Regions from separate parts of the Sus scrofa genome. Here region 2 is linked to region 1. A link is a contact called in public Hi-C data. All regions are on one chromosome and are shown on one strand. The core of a region is the stretch at or near the end of the contact, and the rest is flanking DNA. Distances in the headings are between cores, read along the strand shown.

Region 1 (7,257 bases), core at 3,254-5,753:
GCATGAATGTCTGCAGGAGCCTGGAAGTCAACCAGGACTAGGGGCAGGTGTTCACTAGGTTGGGCTGTTCCCAATGTGTGACATGCACGGTCTCCTCCACTAAAGGCGCCGCCACTATGTGACTATCCAAAGTGTCCCCTTCCCCACAATTTCCAAAATGCTTCCTCATGGTAAATGCTAGCCCCACTAAGAAACACAGCTTTCCCTGCTTCACTTGTAGTCAATGGTAAAAGCACCTTTGCAGGTACGTGCCCCAAATAACAGGGCACTAATGGCAGTAGTTGGGAGCTGGCTCTCGGGGTGCACACATGTTAACTGTCAGAGGGTCACAGAGGAGGTGATAGAAATCACAACAGCAGGGGCCAGGTGCAGCAGGGGTGACTGCTCAGAGGCACGTGGAAACTTTAGCAGGGGTGGAAATTGTCTTTATTCCTGTGGGGATTTTCCCGGTGAATAAGGTTGTTACAGTTTATGAAACTGTGCACATAAGACTTGTTGTGTGTTTCACCGTATGCATGTTTTACTTCAATTGAAAAAACCCACCGGAGTGAAAACACCAGAAGATTCTTGTAAAGATTGTCTGATCCTCTGACACTCCCCTGTAAACCCTGCTGTAAAAAGCAGGACCATTGTCATCTGACTAGAAGGCAGTAGTCTCTCTCTTTTTGCAGGTCCTGTGTGGCTGGACTCAGGATCAGAGTCTTTGGCAGGTGTCTGGGTTGGGGCTGTGCTGGATGAATGGGATGCTGGAAGGAGCAAGGCAGCATGCTTAGGGCACCAGGAGTGGAGACCAGAGCCTCCCATCTCTGGGTCTGGTTTCTCTTGTCCAGGATGAAGTGGAGCCCTTGTCTAGTGGTCAAGCCTGATTTTGTCTGTAGTCCTCATCTAACAGCAGGCACCTCCCTCTGTGCCACATTTTCCCCTTTGCCCTTAGAACCTACATGACACCACCAATCTGGTGGTTTTGTGCCTTGTAAGAGCTGAATAACTTAGATGTCCTGGCAACACAGGAAACCTCTGTGGCTATTTTTACTTCATGTCCTTATACCCTGATGATTAAAAAAACCTTTCCTTACCCTGTTTGTTTGGGTAAGTAAATCAGATAGCTCTGTGAGCTAGGCTTTTGGATCTCTCCACCTATAGGAAGTTGGCCAGCATTTCAGGGTTTCTGGGATTTGCTAGAAGGATGAGTGTTCCTGTTGCCTCTGTGGCGGGGGTGGTTTTGTTTGCTCAGAATTACGTAAAGCTTTTTTCTCTGGGGCTCGTTGGTGGTTGTCACGCCGACCGCATAGCCTGGGTCTAGGGCGCCTGTGTGTTCATCTCTGCAGAACAGGAACAGTCATGTTGCATTGGGGGCCACTGTGGTGACTCCCAGGCAGTCATGGCCATGTTCTCTTCCCCTTGTTGCATATGGAGCTATCCTGGGGCCCCCTCTGTCTTTAGGGTTGGGCTGCTCTGTGTATCTGGCCTCATGGCTGTGAGTCTGTGGGGCCTCCATGCTTCCATGTGACTGAATCGAGATGACTGCTGTATTCACATGGGACAGTGCCTCTCAGAGTTTGCCTCTAAAAGGCTGCTCCAAAGTGAAGAGTAGAAGTTCCCGTTGTGGCGCAGTGAAAATGAATCCAACTAGGAATCATGAGGTTGTGGGTTCAATTCCCTGGCCTTGCTCAGTGGGTCAGGGATCCGATGTTGCTGTGAGCTGTGGTGTAGGTCACAGACGTGGCTCGGATTTGGTATTGCTGTGGCTGTGGTGTAGGCTAGCAGCAACAGCTCCGATTAGACCCCTCACCTGAGAACCTTCATATGCCGCAGGTGTGGCTCTAAAAAGACAAAAGACAAATAAAATAAAATAAATAAATAAAATGAAGAGTAAAATCTCAATTCAGCACTCCGAGATAGCACCTCAAGGGACCCTTCTTTGCCTCATGTTTTATCTCTTGGAGACTTGACTTTTTTAAGAAAAATTTATAATGATTTTTATTTTTTCCATTATAGCTGGTTTACAGTCTTCTGTCAATCTTCTACTGTATAGCAAGGTGACCCATTTACACATACATGTATACATTCTTTTTTCTCACATTATCATGCTCAATCAGAAGTGACTAGATATAGTTCCAAGTACTATACAGCAGGATCCCATTGCTTATCCATTCCAAAAGGCAGTAATTTGCATCTATTAATCCCAGACTCCCAGTCCATCCTACTCCCTCCCCCTCCCCCTTGGCAACCACAAGTCTGTTCTCCAAGTCCATGAGTTTCTTTTCTGAGGAAAGGTTCAATTATGCCCTATATTAGATTCTAGATATGTGATACCATATGGTATTTGTCTTTCTCTTTCCAACTTCATTTAGTATGAGAGTCTCTAGTTCCATCCACATTGCTGCAAATGGCATTATTTCATTCTTTTTTATGGCTGAGTGGTTATCCATTGTGTATATATATCACATCTTCTTAACCCATTCATGTGTCGATATGCATTTAGGTTGTGTCCATGTCTTGGCTGTTGTGAATAGTGCTGCAATGAACATGCAGGTGCATGTGTCTTTTTCAAGGAAAGTTTTGTCCAAATATATGCCCAAGAGTGGGATTAGTGGGTCATATGGTAGTTCTATGCATAGTTTTTGAAGTTACTTCCATACTGTTTTCCATAGTGGTTATACCATTTTACATTCCCACCAACAGTGCAGGAGGGTTCCCTTTTCTCCAGACCCCATCCAGCATTTGTTATTTGTGGACTTCTTAATGATGGCTATTCTGACTGGTGTGAGGTGGTATCTTGTGGTAGTTTTGATTTGCATTTCTCTAATAATCAGGGATGTTGAGCATTTTTTCATGTGCTTGTTGGCCATCTGTACATCTTCCGTGGAAAATGTCTCTTCAGGCCTTTTGTCCTTTTTTCCATTGAGTTGTTGGCTTTTTTGCTGTTGAGTTGTATAAGTTGTTTGTATATTTTAGCGATTAAACCCTTGTCAGTTGCATCATTTGAAACTATTTTCTCTTGGAGACTTTTCTTTCCTCTTCATGATATATCCCTGTCGCCTCTAATACAAAAATCATAACTCCTCCCCCGTCCCCCCAAAAGTCTTCAGGGGAAATCACTACCCTGGAAAGATAGACTCTGAGTTTCCTGGCTGTCTGCAGCTTCTCTGTGAGGATGTGTGGATCTAGTTTAAGAAACAAGGACTCGGAGTTTCCTGATGCTACAGCGGGTTAAGGATCTGGCATTGTCACTGCAGTGGCTTAGGTTGCTGCTGTGGTGTGGGTTTGATCCCTGGCCCAGGAATTTTCACAGGCCGTGCCATGGGTGCAGCCAAAAAAACAAAACAAAAAATAGAAACAGGGACTTGTGTAAATAGAGAATTCTGAGATCTTTCCCACCATCATGTGTCTTTATAAGGAAGTTCCTTTTTGCTTCGTCTTTGAAGCTGGCATTTAGGGTCTTCATATTGACGGTGGAATAGCTGGTTGAATATTTGTAACAGGTGAAGATCATAATGACGAGCTTCATTTTAATACTGTAACCCTTTCCTCGTGCCTTTGCCCTCATTTTCTGTAGAACATATGGGTTGTGGCATCTCATGAGCTGAAGAACCTGCTTTGTGGTCCCTGCTTTTTCCAGGAACTCATCCACTGTCATGTCTTAGTTACAGGAGAATTAGTTGGAGCCTCATTCTCTGAATATTTCTCCCTTGTGTCTGATAGACTTGCAGGCCCTGTGGACTGAGGATTGGGATGAGAAGTTGTGTTACATGATGCCATCTGTGTCTTTGTGAGGCACTCAGTGAGGGGAGTGAGTTTGGGTGAGGTGGAAATGTGGAAAGTACTGTTAGGATTTCCTTCTGCATTCAAGCAGTGGGGGCTGTGCTCCTTCAGGCCCCTGGAAGAGAGAGGGGCCCTTGAATGCCGTCATCTTCCTCCCTTTGGGTTTCTGCAGAAACTTCCTTTAGAACCAGGCAAGAGCGGTCCCGCTCAGGCCCTGTGCTTTGGAGGGTTCTGCCCTGCTTCTCAGCCAGTCCCAGGCTCCTCTGAGAGCCATCAGATGGTCCAGGGACCCGGGAGCCCTGGAATTCCTGCCCAAATAGCCTGGACTGAGATTCTGGGGCCTCTTTCCTGGGTTGTCCACTGTGGACTCCACTGCCCAGGTGCCTCCCTGGTCTGCAGTGTGGCCAGCGCCATATTGGGATGTCTGTTCTCTACTTGCTCAGGGCCCCCACACTATGGCATGGAGCTGGAGGCAGGCAGGGAGGGGAGCCAGGCTTGGAGCTTACTCCAGATGCAAACTGCATGAGCCCCACTGGGCACTGCGCCCAGTGGACCCCAGATGGGACTGTGCAGCCTGGACACTGCCCGCCTAGTGCCAGCCATGTGCCTCTGCTGCCACTATCCCCAGAACTGGACCCACGCAGCACGGGCATCTTCATGGGTCCAGGGTGTCTGCTGTGGGCCACCTCCATCCTGTGCCTGGCCACTGACCTGGCACAATGAGGGGGAATTCCTCAGAAATGAGAAGGAAATTCCTCAAGGTTATAGGAAATTCCTCAAGAATAAGAGGCCCTTCATAGATGCTTTGTAGCTGCAAAGTAGGAACAAATGCCCTCCTCCCCCGCCCTGGGGGCCTGGGCCTTGAGGAAACCCCATGTGTTCTTGTGACAGCCCCTCTCTTCCCCATTTGTCTCTTTTCCTGCATCTGCACTGGCTGTGGAATTTCTTGCAGTGGCAGGAAAGTGCTGTGGGTGAAATCAGTCCTCTGGGAAGTAGGGCTTTGATAGGGGCCAATCCATTCATTGTAAATTCTTATATTGTAATTCTGTTCTTGTTGTTTAGCTCATGTTGCAATATCTCATTCTGGATCTAGTAGGAAACTGCTCTGACTCAAATTTGCATTTTCGCTTTATCTTTCATAAGCCAGTAGCTCCGTGTGTACATTCCATGCACCAAGTAGTCATATTGTGATGGACTGCTTTCCCGATGTTATCACCAAAAAGCAATGGCCCCTGTGTTTGGGGAGCTCCCAGCAGCTCACTTTTTCAGTGAGCGTCATAGAAGCCGTGTACCCTGTTTGCACACCATTGTGCACAGCCAGCTGGTGGAAGCGGGTGACAAGCCTAGACCTCTAGTTGCCCCAGGCCCCCCATGACTGTCCTGGGTCAGGCCTCAGAACCTCAGTGCACTGCTAAGCCTCTGCACGTCTGCTGGAAGTTGCTATGGAGAGGGTGGTAGCAAGTCTGGGAAATTCCTTACATAATGTAGGCATCACTGCACCGAGGTGGGAAGGGGGCCAGTGTGTCCCTGCTTGTTAATTTATTGGGGAGGTAATTGTCTTATTTTATGTGGAAAATTTATCTGAAAAATAACACTGTGGAATAAATCAGTGACTTTTTGTTGTTGATATTTTCCAAAAGGGTATTTTGAGTTTTACTACAAACCAGTTTCAGAACTTATCATGGGCATTCCTGTTGTGGCTCAGTGGGTTAAGAACCTGACTAGTATCCATTGATGTAGATTTGATCCCTGGCCCCACTCAGTGGGTTAAGGATCCAGCATTACCGTGAGCTGCAGCATAGTTGGCAGATACATCTGGGATCTGGCATGGCTGCGGCATAGGCCAGTGGCTGCAGTTCCGATTCAACCCCTAGCCTCGGAACCTCCATATGCCACAGGCATGGCTGTAAAAATTAAAAAAAAAAAAAAAAAAGAAAACAACAACAAAACTCACCATGGACTTTCCTGAGTTGCCTCTGGATAAGGGGGCGATGTTTACCCAGTATTCCTTCTGGCATTAAAGTGCTTTCCCTCAGGGCCACCTGACCCTCCAGGTGTGAGTGCCTTGTCCCATGCTTTAAGTAGCAGTCCACCTTCTCCAGTCTGAGTCTCAACTGTCTCCAGCCTCCAGTGATGGCTACCCTGAATGTCTGCTCTCTGACTCACACATGATACCCACATCCTTCCCTCCTTGGTTCTAAGTGAGTTTTGGTCTCTTTTTGATCCAGTGCAAAGATGGTGGGTGGGTGGATTCCCTCCCTCTCTTCTTCCTTCCCCTCCTGCAGTGTTTTTAGCCCTTAGCAGGTGCAGGATGAACAGAAATATGGGAGGCAGTGGGTCTGCTCTGTGCCTTTCTCCCATGACCAGGAAGGGAAGGCCAGGGACCTGGGAGTCACCCAGGGTGGCTACAGCCCTGTGTGCCAGCACAGACATCTGAGGCACCTAGTGCACAGCGCCTGGGAGAGCCTGTGTGCCTTGGCATTCTTGGCTGTGGAAGGGGAGGTGGATGTGCAGGGGTCCCTGGCAGAGGCTTTCGATCAGAATCCACTCAGAGCTGGTCTGAAGTCACAGGAGCAGCCAGCTGACTAGGAAGGACTGAATTCTGTGACAGTCCTGGGAAGCAGTGTAGAGGTGCCGCAGAGGCAAGAGGGCGCAGGGCTTACAGGTGGGCGAGGAGAGGGAACAGCCAGGGAGGTGACAGAGAAAGGGGTGGGTCCTCATCCCAGGAATCAAGAAGGAGGGGCGGTTTGTCGGCCACGTGCTGCAGAGCCATCCAAGGATGGGGTCTGGGGGAAGGTCCAGTGCTCTGAAAGGTCCAGTGCTTGGGTGTGGTGGTGGGCAATGCATTTCACAGGAGCCCAGAGAGTAGGCAGCAGAGAGCAGGCCCTTCAGCAGGGGATGTGAAATTTCTTTTGAAAAGTTTCTGGTGCAAAGAGGAAGAGGGAAAGTGAAGTGGTTAAGGGGACGTGGGTGATTGATGTCTTTTCAGGTTGCCTGGATTTTCCAAATATATCTGTGCCATGTGCCTGCCCCCTCCATTTAATTTCTCCTCAATACTGTCTGCTGCGGGATTCCCATCAGTTGCAAACACTCTGGATGTCAGGAGGGCCTTGAGTTGGGCCTGGGGATGGGAACATCTGGGAGACTTGTCTTTGATCTCCTCTCCTGTTAGGATTCACACGGATGAGCTCTGACGTCTGGATGCGATGCCCTGTACTTGCTCATAAGGACAAAGTGCATGACAAGAGTGGCACTTAGTCTACACAGAAGGTTTGGCATTTAATTAGGCAGTTTTATCCATTGGGCATCAAGAGACCTTATGCTGAGGCCTTACAGAGCTTCTCAGAGGCTTAAGGAAATGATTCAGACCTGGAAAAAAAATATTAGACTCCAAAATACTAAAAGTAAACTGCAATGTCAGGGAATGAATGGTGAAATGTCTACTGGATGGAATGGCAGGGCGATCCCAGATCAGCTTTTTGGAAGTTTATC
Region 2 (7,257 bases), core at 2,371-4,870, 71 kb before region 1:
TTATTATAAAATATTGAGTATAGTTCCCTGTGCTCTACAGTAGGTCCCTGTTGGTTATCCATTTTATATATAGTAGTGCGTATCTATTAATCTCAAACTCACAATGTATTCTTCCCCCACTTTTCCTCTTTGATAACCCTAAGTTTGTTTTCTGTGTGTGTGAGTCTCTTTCTGTTTTGTAAAATTAGTTCATTTATATCCCTTAACAAATCCGCATATAAGTGATTCCATATTATATTTGCCTTTCTCTGTCTGACTTACTTCACTTAGTATGAGAATCTCTAGGTCCATCCATGTTGCTGCAAACGGCGTTTTTTTCATTCTCTTTTATGGCTGAGTAATACTCCATCATGTGTGTGTGTGTGTCTGTGTATTATATATAACATCTCTCACATACACACACAACCCCCACATTTTCTTTATCCTTTCATCTGTTGATGGACGTTTAGGGTGCTTCCTTGTCTTGACTATTGTAAATAGTGCTGCTATAAACACCAGTACATATTCTTTTGGGGGACCTACACTTTTTTAATCCCTTGCGCAGTATTTTGTTAAATGGCTGTGTCATAATTTATTTAACCAATTCTCTCCTGATGGCTATATCACGAGGCATTTTGCTGCAAGTTTCAGAAAGTGATTCAGTTTGGCTTCATAAAGAAAACTATTGGCTTATGTAACTGAAGTTCATGGACATGGCAGCTTCAAGTTGGACTTAATCCAGTGTTTCTAGCTCCGCTGGTTGTTACTGTGTTATCTTTGGCATTTGTTTCCCCCTGACCTGCCCTCCTTTGCAAGCTGGTTTTTTTCAGAAGGTTATTTCCCCTGGTGGTGGCAAAATGATTGTTACAGCAGCACCAGGCTTTACATTCTCTCCCCAGTGTTACAGAGGAAGAGAGGGAAAAGCTGCCACTTACAGGGCAAGCCAGAGTTGTGCCATTCATCCTGGTTGGACCCCTTGGCTCAAGTGTCCCCTCCTTGACCAACGGCTGGTCAAGGGTCATATTCCGTGGAAGCATCTGGGCCATACATTCTCCAAATGGGCCCCTAGCCTCAATCCAAATTCTTCAAAATCCCAGATGTTCTTTGAAAACACCAGCCTCGTACTGTATCCATAGAGCTATTTATTTGTGCAGTGACCAGTTTGGGATAAACTCCTAAAAATAAAATTGCTGGGACAAATGGAGCACAAGTTTTAGACTTTCCTGGATGTGGACCCTTTACTCTCCAAAAAAGATTTCAACAGTTTACACTTAAAATAGCTGTGCCTGGCTCCTTGTTATCACCGACTTGGTTATCAGAAATCATTCGGTCTCTGCCAAAACTTGTTGTTTTCCTATTATGCTAAGCTGTATTACTTTGGTTATTAGTAATCTTAAACATCTTTTTCATATTTATTGTCTGTTTTCCTTCTTCTGTGGACTGTTTATTCTTATCCTTTGCCCAGTTTTCTCTTGGATTTGTGGGAATTAGTTTAGTGTGAGCATTAACCCTTTGTTGGTAGCAAATGCTGCAAACACTCGCCCTAAGTTTTCATGTGTTTGTTAAATGTTAGTTTCCCCCCTCATTATATTCTTCATAAAAAGGTTTTTACTTTCAGGTAGCTGAAATTTTAAGTTCTTTTCCTTTACAGCCTCTGAGTTTGGTGTCATGCTGAGAAGTTCTGTGGAAGATTATGAAATTGTCTTTCTATGTTTTCTCTTTTACTTTTTTCATTTCAAGCTCTAATCAATCTAAAATGGGTTTGTGGTAAAGAGTGAGATGGAGTTGGGTTTGAGCCTTGTCCTGTCTAACCCTCCAGCCCTGCCTCCTCAGACACAGAGTGCTCTGTGCTTCTTCCTCTGCAGGCCTTGCCTTCCACAGGAGTAACACCAGAGCCACACACACACACACACACACACACACACACAGAGACCCACAGACACACACACACACACACACTCACATGCACAGAGACACACACAGACGCACACACACACACACACACAGACACACAGACACACAGAGACACAGACACAGACACACACTCACACACAGACACAGACACACATGAAAACACTCACACACAGACACACTCACACACACAGAGACACATACTCACATACACACTCTCACACACAGACACACACACAGAGACACACTCACACACACTGACACACACTAAAACACACAGAGAGACACACATTCACACACACACAATTACACATGGAGACATACAATCTCAACACACAGACACACACACGTACACTCACACACACACACACAGAGACACATGCTCACACGCACAGATGTAAACACTCACACATTCACATAGACATACACTCACACACAGGCATACAGACACACCCACCCACCAGGACTTTTCATGTCAGGAACAGACGAGGGCTTGTCACCCAGCCCCTATGTGTGCAAATGCAATGCCAAAGAGCCACTGGGAGGATGTACTCTCAGCTCGGACATGGGGGAGCTCCTTTCCTGGCCAGTCCTGAGCTTGACTCAATGGCTAATGGTCCGTTTGGAAACAGTTCCTGGGCTAGCAGGTATAAAACTCCCCTTCTCCCTGGGTCTGGAATATCATGATACCTTATCTCTCTCATTGTTTTTTTCTAAATGATCCTGTTTGATCCGGGCAAGGCCGATGGGTCTCAATCTTAAGAGGGAATGAAGATCAACCACTGGGAAAATTTAGCAAGAGGCAGATTCCCGAGGCCCCATTCCGGGGGCACTAGGTCTAAGGTCAAAGTGCAAAGACCCTGCATTTATTCATTGCTGAGGGACCCCCACCCTACCCCCATCAATTCATACGTTGAAATCCCAACTCCCAAAGATGCTGATATGAGTAGATGGGGACTGAGGGAAAGGATTAGGCATGAGGTGCAGCCTGCATGAGCAGAATTAGTGCTCAAGCAGAAGAGGCTCCACTGAGCTCTCTAGCCTCTTCTATAGAACCTTGGGGAAATGGCTTAGGATGCTGAGCACATGAGAACTACCCTGGGGGCCCTTTCTTGGATGTCAGATGGGTAAAATGTTACCTCGGTCTGGGCATTCTCTTGTCACTCCAAGGTAGGATACAACAGTGTTCTCTTTTAAAAAGCCACTGTTCATGATCAACAAATCTCTAAGCTCAAAGAAAAGAAGAGGGGCAGAAAGCAATCGGCCTTACTGGTAAAAAGCATCTTCTCTTAAACGGTTTCGTCTGCCCTTTCTCAGAAGCCCCGGAAAGTGACATCAGTGATGCCCATATTTTACGATAAGAGGATAGAGGAGAAAAAAGGTCAAATGATTTATTTGAGGTTAAAAAGCTCCTAAGTAGCTCAGTCAGTTCTCAACCAGTTGCACCAACTCAAACCCCATGTTCTTTTTACTTCATCAATGTTGACCAGTACTTGGTCTGCAGCTTTGCAATTTAACTTGACATTTAGTTCTTGGTCCTTCTCCAAGAAGTTCACATTTGAAGATTTTTGCTGGCTGTCTCAGTTATCTATTGCTTAGTCATCACGCCCACCCCGTCTCCACCTCCTTGTTTTGAAATCCAGTAAAATAACCATGTTATTGCCTCTCATGATTTTGTGAGTTGGCTGGGATCAGGCAGACAGTTCTCCTGCTCCATGTGATGTCAGCTGGGGCTGCAGTCACATGGGGGCTTCCTTGGGCTGGCAAGACACCGTATGCATCCCTCCCATGGCTGGCATCATGGTGAGAACCGCTAGAAGGCAGGGCTTACATGGCAAACAGTGGTGACAAAGCCTCCTTCTCTTTGCATCATCTCAGAATCTCTCCACATGGTCTCTCCACATGTTATCTCCATCTGGAGGGCTTATGACTTTAAAAAAAATTTTCTTGGGAATTCCCTTCATGGTGCAGTGGAAATGAATCTGACTAGTATCTATGAGGATATAGGTTCTATTCCTGGCTTCACTCAGTTGGTCGGGGATCTGGCTTTATTGTGAGCTGTGGTGTGGGTCGCAGACATGGCTCATCCTTTGTTGCTGTGGCTGTGGTATAGGCCAGCAGCTACAGCTCTGATTCGACCCCTATCCTGGGAACTTCCATATGCAGAGGGTGCGGCCCTAAAAGGAAAAAAAAATATTTTTTTCTTATTAATGTAGAATTGAGGAGTTGCCATTGTGGCTCAGTAGAAACGAACTTGACTAGTATCCATGAGGATGCAGGTTTGATCCCTGGCCTTGCTCAGTGGGTTAATGATCCAGTGTTGCTATGAGCTGTGGTGTATGCTGGCAGTTGTAGCTCTGATTTGACTCCTAGCTCGGAAACTTCTATATGCTACACCTGCAGCCATAATAAGCAAAAAAAAAAAAAAAAAAGAAAAAAAAAAAAGGTATAGTTGATTTACAATGTTGTTAGTTGCAGGTACACTGCAAACTGATTCAGTTACATACACATACATATTTTATATCCTCTTCCATTGTAGATTACTGTAAGATATTGGCTATAGATTCTTGTGCTATACAGTAGGTCCTTGTTGGTTATCTATTTTATAGATAGTAGTGTGTGTATTTTAATCTCAAACTCCTAATTTATCCCTCCCTCCCCTTTGGTAACCATACACTTGTTTTCTGTGTCTGTGACTCTATTCCTGTTTTGTAAATAAGTTCATTTGTATCTTTTTAAAATTTTTTATTATTTATATATTTATTTGTTTATTTTTGTCTTTTTGCCTTTCCTAGGGTCACTCCTGTGGCATATGGAGGTTCCCAGGCTAGGGGTCTAATCGGAGCTGTAGCTGCTGGCCTATACCACAGCCACAGCAACATGGGATCCGAGCCGCATCTGTGACCTACACCACAGCTCACGGCAGTGCCGGATCCTTAACCCACTGAGCGAGGCCAGGGATTGAACCTTCAACCTCATGGTTTCTAGTTGGATTGGTTAACCACTGAGCCATGACAGGAACTCCTGTATCTTTTTTTTTTAGATTCCACATATAAGTGATATGATATTTGTCTTTGGCTTACTTCACTTAGTATGATCATCTCTAGGTCCATCCACGTTGCTACAAATGGCAAGATTTTGTTTTTTTTTTATGGCCGAGTAGTATTCCATTGTATACATGTACCACATCTTCTTTACCCAGTCATCTGTCAGTGGACATTTAAGTTGTTCCATATCTTGGTTATTATAAACTATGAACATAGTAGTGCATGTATCTTTTTGAATTATGTTTTTCTCTGGATATATGCCCATGAGTGGATTGCTGGATCATATGGCAGCTCTATTTTTATTTTTTTAAGGAACCTCCATACCATTCTCCATAGTGACTGCACCAATTTACATTCCCACCATCAGTGTAAGAGGGTAACTTTTTCTCCACACCTTCTCTAGTACTTATTGTTTTAGACTTTTTGATGTTGGGAGCTAGTCTATTTCTTACACAGTAATTCAGAACACTTCAAAGTATAGAAGTGGAAGCTGCTGGATGTTTGTGAGGCCCTGGCCCAGAGTTGGCATAACATTACTCTCTCCACCTCCTGGGAGTAAAGTGCTCATGCCAGATTCAAAGGGAAGGAAAACAGACCACCCCACTTACAGAGGAGAGTGACAAACAATTTGCAGCCTTGTTTAAACCACTGCAATGTCTAACAGGGAGTGGCCATTTTTTCATGGACATTCTTCCAAGTGAAAAGGTGGGAATATTTTTCACAATGGCATTCAAAAAAAAAAAAAGCAATAAAAGAAGAGATTGTCTTGTTATTTAAAACATGGCCTGCTTCTGATGGTGGAATTGTGATGATTTTTATTTTCTTCTTCTCTTAATATTTCTTCATTTCATGAATTTTTTTTCCAATGCATCATTTTTTTATAATGAGAAAATCAATGTCATTTCCAATATATCTCTATATCTATAGATATATCTATAGATATATAGATATAGATATATCCTCATACTTTTCATTTTACTTCTTTTCTGATATGGACCTTGGCAAAGTCCATGGTCAACCTGGATGGCCTTATGCTGCCCTTCCTCGGTCATGTGACCTTGCATAAGCCTGAAACTCCCCAGGACTTGCAGTAAAACATGTTGTTGGTGATGGAAGTTTGATTAGATAAACTCTAATGACCTGGCTGACATAGCTTCAACTTTTTGACCTCATCTAATCCAGACAGAAACTGCTTTGCTAAATCTTTTCTGTTAATCAGTTTGCACAAGAAAATATGTGTTCATTCAACAAAGATGTATGATGAGCATGTCATGACACTGGCTCTGTCCTAGATGTGGTCAGTGCTGAGAGGGTCTTGGTTCAGGGATCCTACTCTTAGGAGCCTGTGAGATGGTAGGAGGGATGCAGTGATGCACAAAATTATAACAAATGATCAAAGGCATACCAATAAAGGGAGATGCAAAAATGCAGAGGGAGCACCATCTCCTTCAGAGGAAAAATAAATTCCACCTCATTCCAAGGGGACTAGGTTTCTTTTTTTAAAAATATATTTTGTTGAAGTATAGTTTATGCACCATGTTACACAGCAAATTGATTCAGTCATTCATATATATTCTTTTCCACTATGGTTTATCACAGGCTATTGAATATAGTTCCCTGTGCTACACAGCAGGACCTTCTTTATCCATTCTAAATATGATAATCTGCATCTGCTAATCCCAAACTCCCAAACCTTTCCTCCCTCACCCCTCCTTCCCCCTTGGCAACCACAAGTCTGTCAAGGAAACTAGATTTCTCCCTGTAGAGAGCTCTTCATCTAATACATATGTGTATAATTTTCAGACTCCTTGATTTCAGGATACCACTAAACACAAACACACACAACTATCACATGCAACTTGATTGCAGACATCAGAGCAGAGTCAGAGCTACTTGCAAAAAGAAGGATTTAATACATACATTAAACAAGGACTACTCCCTGGTAAACAGTTTAACTTGGATTCTTTTCCTTCTTAGCAACATTTTCAAGGAACCCACCGACAGCATATTCCCTGAAAAGATCATTGGGAAGGAAAAGTCAGAGCTTGTTATCATTGTTTTTAAACTCAGTTCTTGCCACCTCTCCCTCTTACCATATGTCATCTGTCTTCCTCTTATCATGAGGTTCTGGTTCTACTTGCCTCTTCAAGGTCAGTTGTGTGAGTTCAAGTACTTGCTGCTCCACTCTGCTCCCAGCCCCCAGCCCAACAAACACTTGGCAGTCAACCAGCGCCTTCCTGGAAGCTGTCCATAGCCAGGGTGGCGGCAGCTCTGGGGGTGCCTTGGGTGGGGTATACCATCACCAGTGTCATATCCTCAG

The links. A called contact is a pair of places that touch in the nucleus more often than the background predicts.
Region 2: a contact with region 1 is called in a Hi-C map of embryonic fibroblasts, with 2.5 times the contacts expected there. The contact joins two enhancer-like sites. A contact is called at or near these places in 2 of 47 Hi-C or Micro-C datasets (embryonic fibroblasts and mesenteric adipose tissue) and 1 of 2 datasets of contacts at active chromatin or transcription factors (skeletal muscle).

The regions. Positions count from the first base shown.
Region 1 is chr3:52,241,202-52,248,458 of Sscrofa11.1, reverse strand. All of the region lies in intron 1 of IL1R1 (interleukin-1 receptor type 1), which reads left to right. Among named protein-coding and RNA genes, the nearest start is that of IL1R1, 90 kb to the left of the region's middle. Within about 2 kb of position 4,503, at least 5 of the 83 cell types and tissues checked have an H3K27ac peak or open chromatin away from gene starts, as enhancers often do. A contact at or near this core is called in embryonic fibroblasts, where this site is marked.
Region 2 is chr3:52,311,669-52,318,925 of Sscrofa11.1, reverse strand. The region is part of intron 1 of IL1R1 (interleukin-1 receptor type 1); the gene reads left to right. LOC110259975 (a long non-coding RNA gene) reads right to left here. Exons shown (of 3, transcript XR_002342520.1): 2 at 7,031-7,257; 3 at 6,652-6,949. Among named protein-coding and RNA genes, the nearest start is that of IL1R1, 19 kb to the left of the region's middle. Within about 2 kb of position 3,620, at least 9 of the 83 cell types and tissues checked have an H3K27ac peak or open chromatin away from gene starts, as enhancers often do. A contact at or near this core is called in embryonic fibroblasts, where this site is marked.